Regions from separate parts of the Oryctolagus cuniculus genome. Here region 2 is linked to region 1. Evidence: chromatin contacts called from public Micro-C data. All regions are on one chromosome and are shown on one strand. Each heading gives the region's core, a stretch centred on a gene start, on an enhancer-like site or on the middle of the called end of the contact. The rest is flanking DNA. Distances are from core to core; before and after follow the strand shown. Region 1 holds the start of PAK1IP1 (PAK1 interacting protein 1). Region 2 holds the start of LOC103349711 (N-acetyllactosaminide beta-1,6-N-acetylglucosaminyl-transferase).

Region 1 (3,099 bases), core at 266-2,765:
TCGAGTGTCAGACACCAGAGGGCCCCTGACGGTTTGGCTCAGCTCTGCCAGTGATGCCTACGTCTCCTGCAGTCACGTAACCCACGCACGAGGACCCTGCGTCTCCTTGCAGTCACGTAACCCACGCACGAGGACCCTGCGTCTCCTTGCAGTCACGTAACCCACGCACGAGGACCCTGCGTCTCCTTGCAGTCACGTAACCCACGCACGAGGACCCTGCGTCTCCTTGCAGTCACGTAACCCACGCATGAGGGAGGACCCTACGTCTCCTTGCAGTCACGTAACCCACGCACGAGGACCCTGCGTCTCCTTGCAGTCACGTAAACCACGCACGATGGAGGACCCTACGTCTCCTTGCAGTCACGTAACCCACGCACGAGGACCCCTATCTGCAAGCGGAAGTCGACCTGCTTCAAAGGTCTGCTAGGTCTGCTGCCTGCTTGGAACCTACTACGTTTACTATCAAAACACAAAAAACCTCAATAATCTCATCTTTGAATATTCAAAACAGGCCACCTTTCAGACCAACAACCAGAGCAGATACAAAATAAACAAAAGCAAAAAAATAAACCAAACGCAGCCAAGTCACGCACTTGCAAGTTTCTGGTCAAGACTGACACCTTGACTCCTTCATAGAGAAGAACCAATAAAACGGCTTAGAGATATCCACAGCTGCTTAGGTCAAACAAAGAGTAGGGGACTAAAATCAGGAGTTCACGTTTCCATCCTACCTATCTGACTCAGCAACTTTTTGGACTTTTTTACGTACCGATCTAATGAAATACTTATCTTTGACTATAATTTATGCCTATGCATTTAGTTCCCCCATCCTCCACCCTTTATGTCCAGGGCGTCTCGAGCCGAATCTAAACTCCGGCATCTTCCCATCTCCAACACCTGGACCCCAGTAAATAACGCATAAACTGGTATCACTCTCTTTATTAGTTAACATATTTATCCTGATCCACCTCTAACATTCTGCAAAACTCTAAAAGACAGGAACTCGGTGAAAGAGAAGGTGTTTCCTCATTAAATACCTGCGCCAGTTGTCAACGTATGGAAGCGACCTTTAAGTTCACCACTGTGTACGGCTCCTTTGCCCTTTTGCAAAACGCTACCGTGTTCGTACCCTGCGGACATCCCGTCTACTATAAAAGGCAGGCATTATCTCACTATATAAAAATGCCTGCCCCGTGTTTTAAAAGATCCCTTTTTACTGAAACTCCCTGACCTCATTCATCAGCTAATCCCAGGAGTCCCAGCGTTTACCTCTGCCGGGAGGGGACTAAACCTGACCCTCCGAGCACGCACGCCCTGTAGCTGTCCACCGGCTCGCGGGATCTCACCTCGTGGTCGCCGCTCGCCTTGCGCTCCGGCTGTACAGTGAATCCAAACAGCACCTGCTCGTAACAGCCAGCGACCAGCTCCATTCAAAGCGCACGTGCCTCTTCCGCGAGCTCCGCTCCGCGAAGGCGAGATGACGGAACCGGATGCAAACGGAGAGGGGTCCTTCCTGCTTCCGGCGCTCAAATTATACGTCACTACCTCAGGGCTGCCTTCTAGGCGCCTGTATTCGTGGAAATAATTTCGGCGTTCCGAGATCGTGTGGACCCCCTGCCAAACGAGAATTAGTAAGGACGCCGCATAAGGTGGTTCTCATCGCAAGAAAAAAATGGGGGGGGGGAACAGGCATATTCTAGGAAGCTGGTCTGAGGAGAGGGGGCGGGACATCCTCTGTGGAAGGACCCCGGTTTCCGTGACGTCCAGGAAAGGGGCGGAGCTGGGTTCCTGCTTGGGTGGAGGGGACACGGAGGGGACGGGTCGATGAGTCAGTGCGGAGAGTATCGTGATGTGCGGAGATGAGCTGAGCTGCTTTCTTAGCGGTCCGAGGGGCGGTCAGCGGAGCCGGGGCTGCAGCGCCAGGCCTGCCCTGGTTCCCTCCGCTTGGTTCGCGGCTCGGGTCAGAGTGTCCTCGTGAGGGGCCTCGTGAGGGCGACCGCTCCCCCGACGGGGTCAGGCGGGCCGATCGGAGGCTTCTAGAAGGAAGCCTCGCGTTTATGCCGAGGTCACGCCCATCCCCTCCCGCCGCCGTGTCGGGCAGCAAAATCCAGCGTCCGCGGGAGCCCAGGCAGCCGTCTGCGTTAGACGCAGGGCACAGGGTCCGGGATGTGGTGGGAATTCGAGCACTTTCCAAAAGCCCAGGGTCCGCCCCTCACCGAGCGGCCAGATGCAGGACGGCTGGGGCCGACTCCAACCCCGCTTTGAGCTGTGGACACCGTCTCAGTGTTGGCCCTTTATTCCCACGCCCTTTCGTCCTCTGGCGCTCCGAGTTGTGTGTGTGGATATAGACAGGTTAAGTTATTAGTTATTAATAGGTGGGAGTCTGCTGGTCCCCTCTGCAAGTCCGCCTTAGCCAGGGGTGGGCCCGACCGAATCCGGGGCCAGGCCCCCTTCCAGGTCTCCCCAAGTGCGCGAGCCAGCATCTGCCATCGTCCGGGGCCATTAGCAAGAAGCTGGCTCACTGGGCTAATCCTCCGCCTTGTGGCGCTGGCACACCGGGTTCTAGTCCCGGTCGGGGCGCCGGATTCTGTCCTGGTTGCCCCTCTTCCAGGCCAGCTCTCTGCTGTGGCCCGGGAGTGCAGTGGAGGATGGCCCAAGTGCTTGGGCCCTGCACCCCATGGGAGACCAGGAGAAGCACCTGGCTCCTGGCTTCGGATCAGCGCAGAGCGCCGGCCGCGGCGGCTATTGGAGAGTGAACCAACGGCAAAGGAAGACCTTTCTGTCTCTCTCTCACTATCCACTCTGCCTGTGAAAAAATAAATAAAAAAATAAGGAAACTGGAGTCGGGAGCAAAGGCAAGCGGTGCAGAAGCGGGTAGAGGTCGCGTGCCCCCACGCCCTGCCGTAGGTTTTTCAGCTGAGAGTTGGCTTCTCACGATGCTCACTGCAGCCCCAGGGAGGCCTTGTCTTCCCCTTGCCTTCGTTTTCTTCTCCATTCTGTAAAGAGTTCCAAGTTATCTTAGCACTGACTAGCTGTTTCCTGCGGAGTCCACCGAGGGGGAGCAGGGCTGACACGCAAGTCCCCTGGGAATGAGTAAGC
Region 2 (3,099 bases), core at 218-2,717, 150 kb after region 1:
CGGGGTGCCGGATTCTGTCCCGGTTGCCCCTCTTCCAGGCCAGCTCTCTGCTGTGGCCAGGGAGTGCAGTGGAGGATGGCCCAAGTGCTTGGGCCCTGCACCCCATGGGAGACCAGGAGAAGCACCTGGCTCCTGGCTTCAGATCAGCGCAGTGCGGCGGCTGCAGTGCGCCAGCCATGGTGGCCCTTGGAGGGTGAACCAACAGCAAAAGGAAGACCTTTCTCTCTGTCTCTCTCACTATCCACTCTGCCTGTCAAAACACACACACACACACACACACACAAACACCATGGTAATTCTGCTCCAGGTGCGTGTATTTGGTCCTTCTGATAACAGGAGGAGGGGGCAGCCCCCCGGGGGTGATGTTCTTCTCTTTGAACCCTTTCAGGTACTGAATGATTTCCCTGTTCGTTTTCAAGGGGAAGTCCTGCCCACAGGTGTTGATGGTGTACTTCCAGGGGACATGGGAGGCCACGAGGTCCTGCAGCCAGTTCAGGTCGGCCTGCAGCCTGGAGATGCCTGCGTAGACCACAGACTCCCTCTTTGAAGCCATAAAGGCATTTGCAAAGCAGTCCAGTAGCTTTCCCACGAGATGTTTGAGAGCGGCTGGCACCTTCTTATCCACATGAACACAGTAGATGGTCAGGAGCGTGTAAATGGCCCCGAAGAGCCTTTCGAATGTGTCAAAGCCCTTGTGCATGACCATGACGTAGGCCAAAGGGAACTCGGCTTCCTCTCTGGACAGAGGTTGCATTATGTAGTGGTTGCGCATCAAGTACTGTTGGCAAGTTATATGTCTCAGTGGTGTCATCTGCATATTCGCACGCCAGAGAATTTTCTTTCCTGTCATGATCCTGTCACAGGCTTCTGCAAGGACTGAAGCATTTGAGATTTCCTCCAGGCTCAGGTATTCTCAAGAGACTAAACTGTTGGTATACAGCCGGAGAAGAGTCACAGACACGGCCATAAGCCCTGTGACGAACACAAGCAGCTTCCGCTTCATTTTCGTGCCATCTCTTCTTCATGTGTCACTTGCTGGACTTCATACCATTACTGAAGTCGGCCTGCAGGTCCTTGCCCAGGCCCTCAAGCAATCTGCTCTAACTTCTCATGTCTGGTAAGATGAGGAGAATGGCTGTGCATTGAAAGGAAGCTATTCTCTGATACAAAAGGAATGCAGTGGATCTGAGAAGATGAGACGCTGAGACGAGCTGACAGACTCAACACCTCCGTCTAGTTCAATGTCAAGTTAAGACCCCGCCACACTAGCCAGGGCTGCCAGCTCCGGGCGGTGTTCCTCCATAGGGCAGGGGTGGGGTGCGTGTCTGTCTTGCAGCGCTTTCTCCCCTGAGAGTGCCACACTCAGGATCACTGATGTCGCAATGTTTCTGCAATGCTGGGCAGCCACTGCGGTCCTCAGGTCAGTGCGGACATTGTCAGCGCTCAGAATTGCTTAGCAACCTCATCTCTTGACCTACAAATAAAGATCAACAATTTATTCCCCTACCACATTCAACTCACAAATGGAGAAGACTGAAAAGGAATTGTAACTAATTTCTATCATGCATTAATTTCCATCATCTTGTTGACGAGCTAGAAGGTTAGCACGGACATCATAAGGGTTCTTCAAAGAGTTTGTGGAAAATGGAATAAAAAGACAAGTTTTTTTAAAAATTTTATTTTTATTTATTTGAAAGGCTGAGTTGACAGAGCATGAGGGAGAGAGACAAGGAGAGAAAAAGATCTTCCATCTGTTGGTTCACTCCCCAGATGGCTACAACAGCCAGGGCTGAGCCAGGCTAAAGCTAGGGGCCAGGAGCTTCGTCCGGCTCTCCCACGTGGGTGTCAGAGACCCGAGTACTTGAGTCATCATCTGTTGCTTTCCCAGGATGCTTGGCAGGAAGCTGAGTGGAAGCAAAGGGACTTGGACTTGAGCTGGCATTCTGAAATGAATGTAGGTGCCCCAAGCAGCAGTCTAACCTGTTGTGTCACAACATCTACCCTGTGAAACCTAACTCTTTTGACTCCATAAAACTTCTACTGGAATAAACTCTCCTGCTAAGTTTTCTTGGTAAGTTATTACTCACTTTCAGGCTCCCATGGGACACTGCCTGCCTGGTGACTCTCGCCTGCTCTCCCAAATCTGAGTTGGGAGTCCCTGCACCTGCCCTGATACAGCCTAGTACTCCCTATAATTGCTGGTTTGTTTGCTCTACCATTGGCTATGGAGGATTATTTGTGTCTGCTAATCACCGTATTTTTAGCACCTGGTTTATAGTAGGCACTCATCATTGAATTAACTCACCGCTCTTCTCCTCTATACCAGCAGCCAGTAAAACTACAGCTGGGGACCCCGTCTAGCCACCTGCCTAGATACAACCTGTGAGCTAAGAATGGTTTTACATTTTGTGGCTGATGCTGTGGTACAGAAGGCAAGCCAGCACTTTAAAAAAAAATTATTTATTATTTGAAAGTCAGAGTTAGAGAGAGAGAGAGAGAGAGAGATCCTCCCTCTACTAGTTCACTCTCCAGATGGCTACAATGGCTAAGGAACCAGGAACATCATTCAGATCTCCCATGTGAGTAGCAGGGCCCCAGACACTTGGACCATTTTCCACTGCTTTCCCAGGCACATTAGCAGGGAGCTGGATCGAAAGTGGAGCAGCCAGGACATGAACCAGTGTTGCAGGTGGTGATTTTACCTACCATGCCATAATGCTGACCCCAAGACATCCCTTATGACAACAGCATGCTATATTAGAGTGCTGGTTTGACTCCTAGCTGCTCCATTTCCCATCCAGCTCCCTGTTAGTGTACCCAGGCAGGCAGCAAATGATGGCTGAAACACTTGGGTCTCTGCCACCCTAGTGGGAGACTTGGATGGAGCTCCTGGCTTCAGCCTGGCCCAGCCCTGGCCATTGTGGCCATCTAGAGAGTGAACTAGCAGAGGGATGATCTGTCTCTCTCTTCCTGTCTCTGCTTCTCTCTCTGATACTTTGCCTTTCAAATGAATAAATAAATCTTTTTTTTTAAAGAATAGTTTACATTTTGAAACAGCTGGGAAAAATCCAAAGAAGAAAAATATTTTATGATGTGTGA

What was found. Hi-C and Micro-C count contacts between places; a contact is called where the count stands out from the background.
Region 2: a Micro-C map of ear pinna shows a contact between it and region 1, with 4 times the contacts expected there. The contact joins the promoter of LOC103349711 here to the promoter of PAK1IP1 in region 1. A contact is called at or near these places in 3 of 6 Hi-C or Micro-C datasets (ear pinna, embryonic fibroblasts and an unstated tissue).

What each region holds. Positions count from the first base shown.
Region 1 is chr5:159,921,295-159,924,393 of mOryCun1.1, forward strand. It overlaps PAK1IP1 (PAK1 interacting protein 1), which reads right to left and starts at 1,516. Exons shown (of 10, transcript XM_070074432.1): 1 at 1,347-1,516. The coding sequence starts at 1,430.
Region 2 is chr5:160,069,945-160,073,043 of mOryCun1.1, forward strand. It overlaps LOC103349711 (N-acetyllactosaminide beta-1,6-N-acetylglucosaminyl-transferase), which reads right to left and starts at 1,468. Exons shown (of 1, transcript XM_051855129.2): 1 at 1-1,468. The coding sequence starts at 850. The coding sequence ends at 254.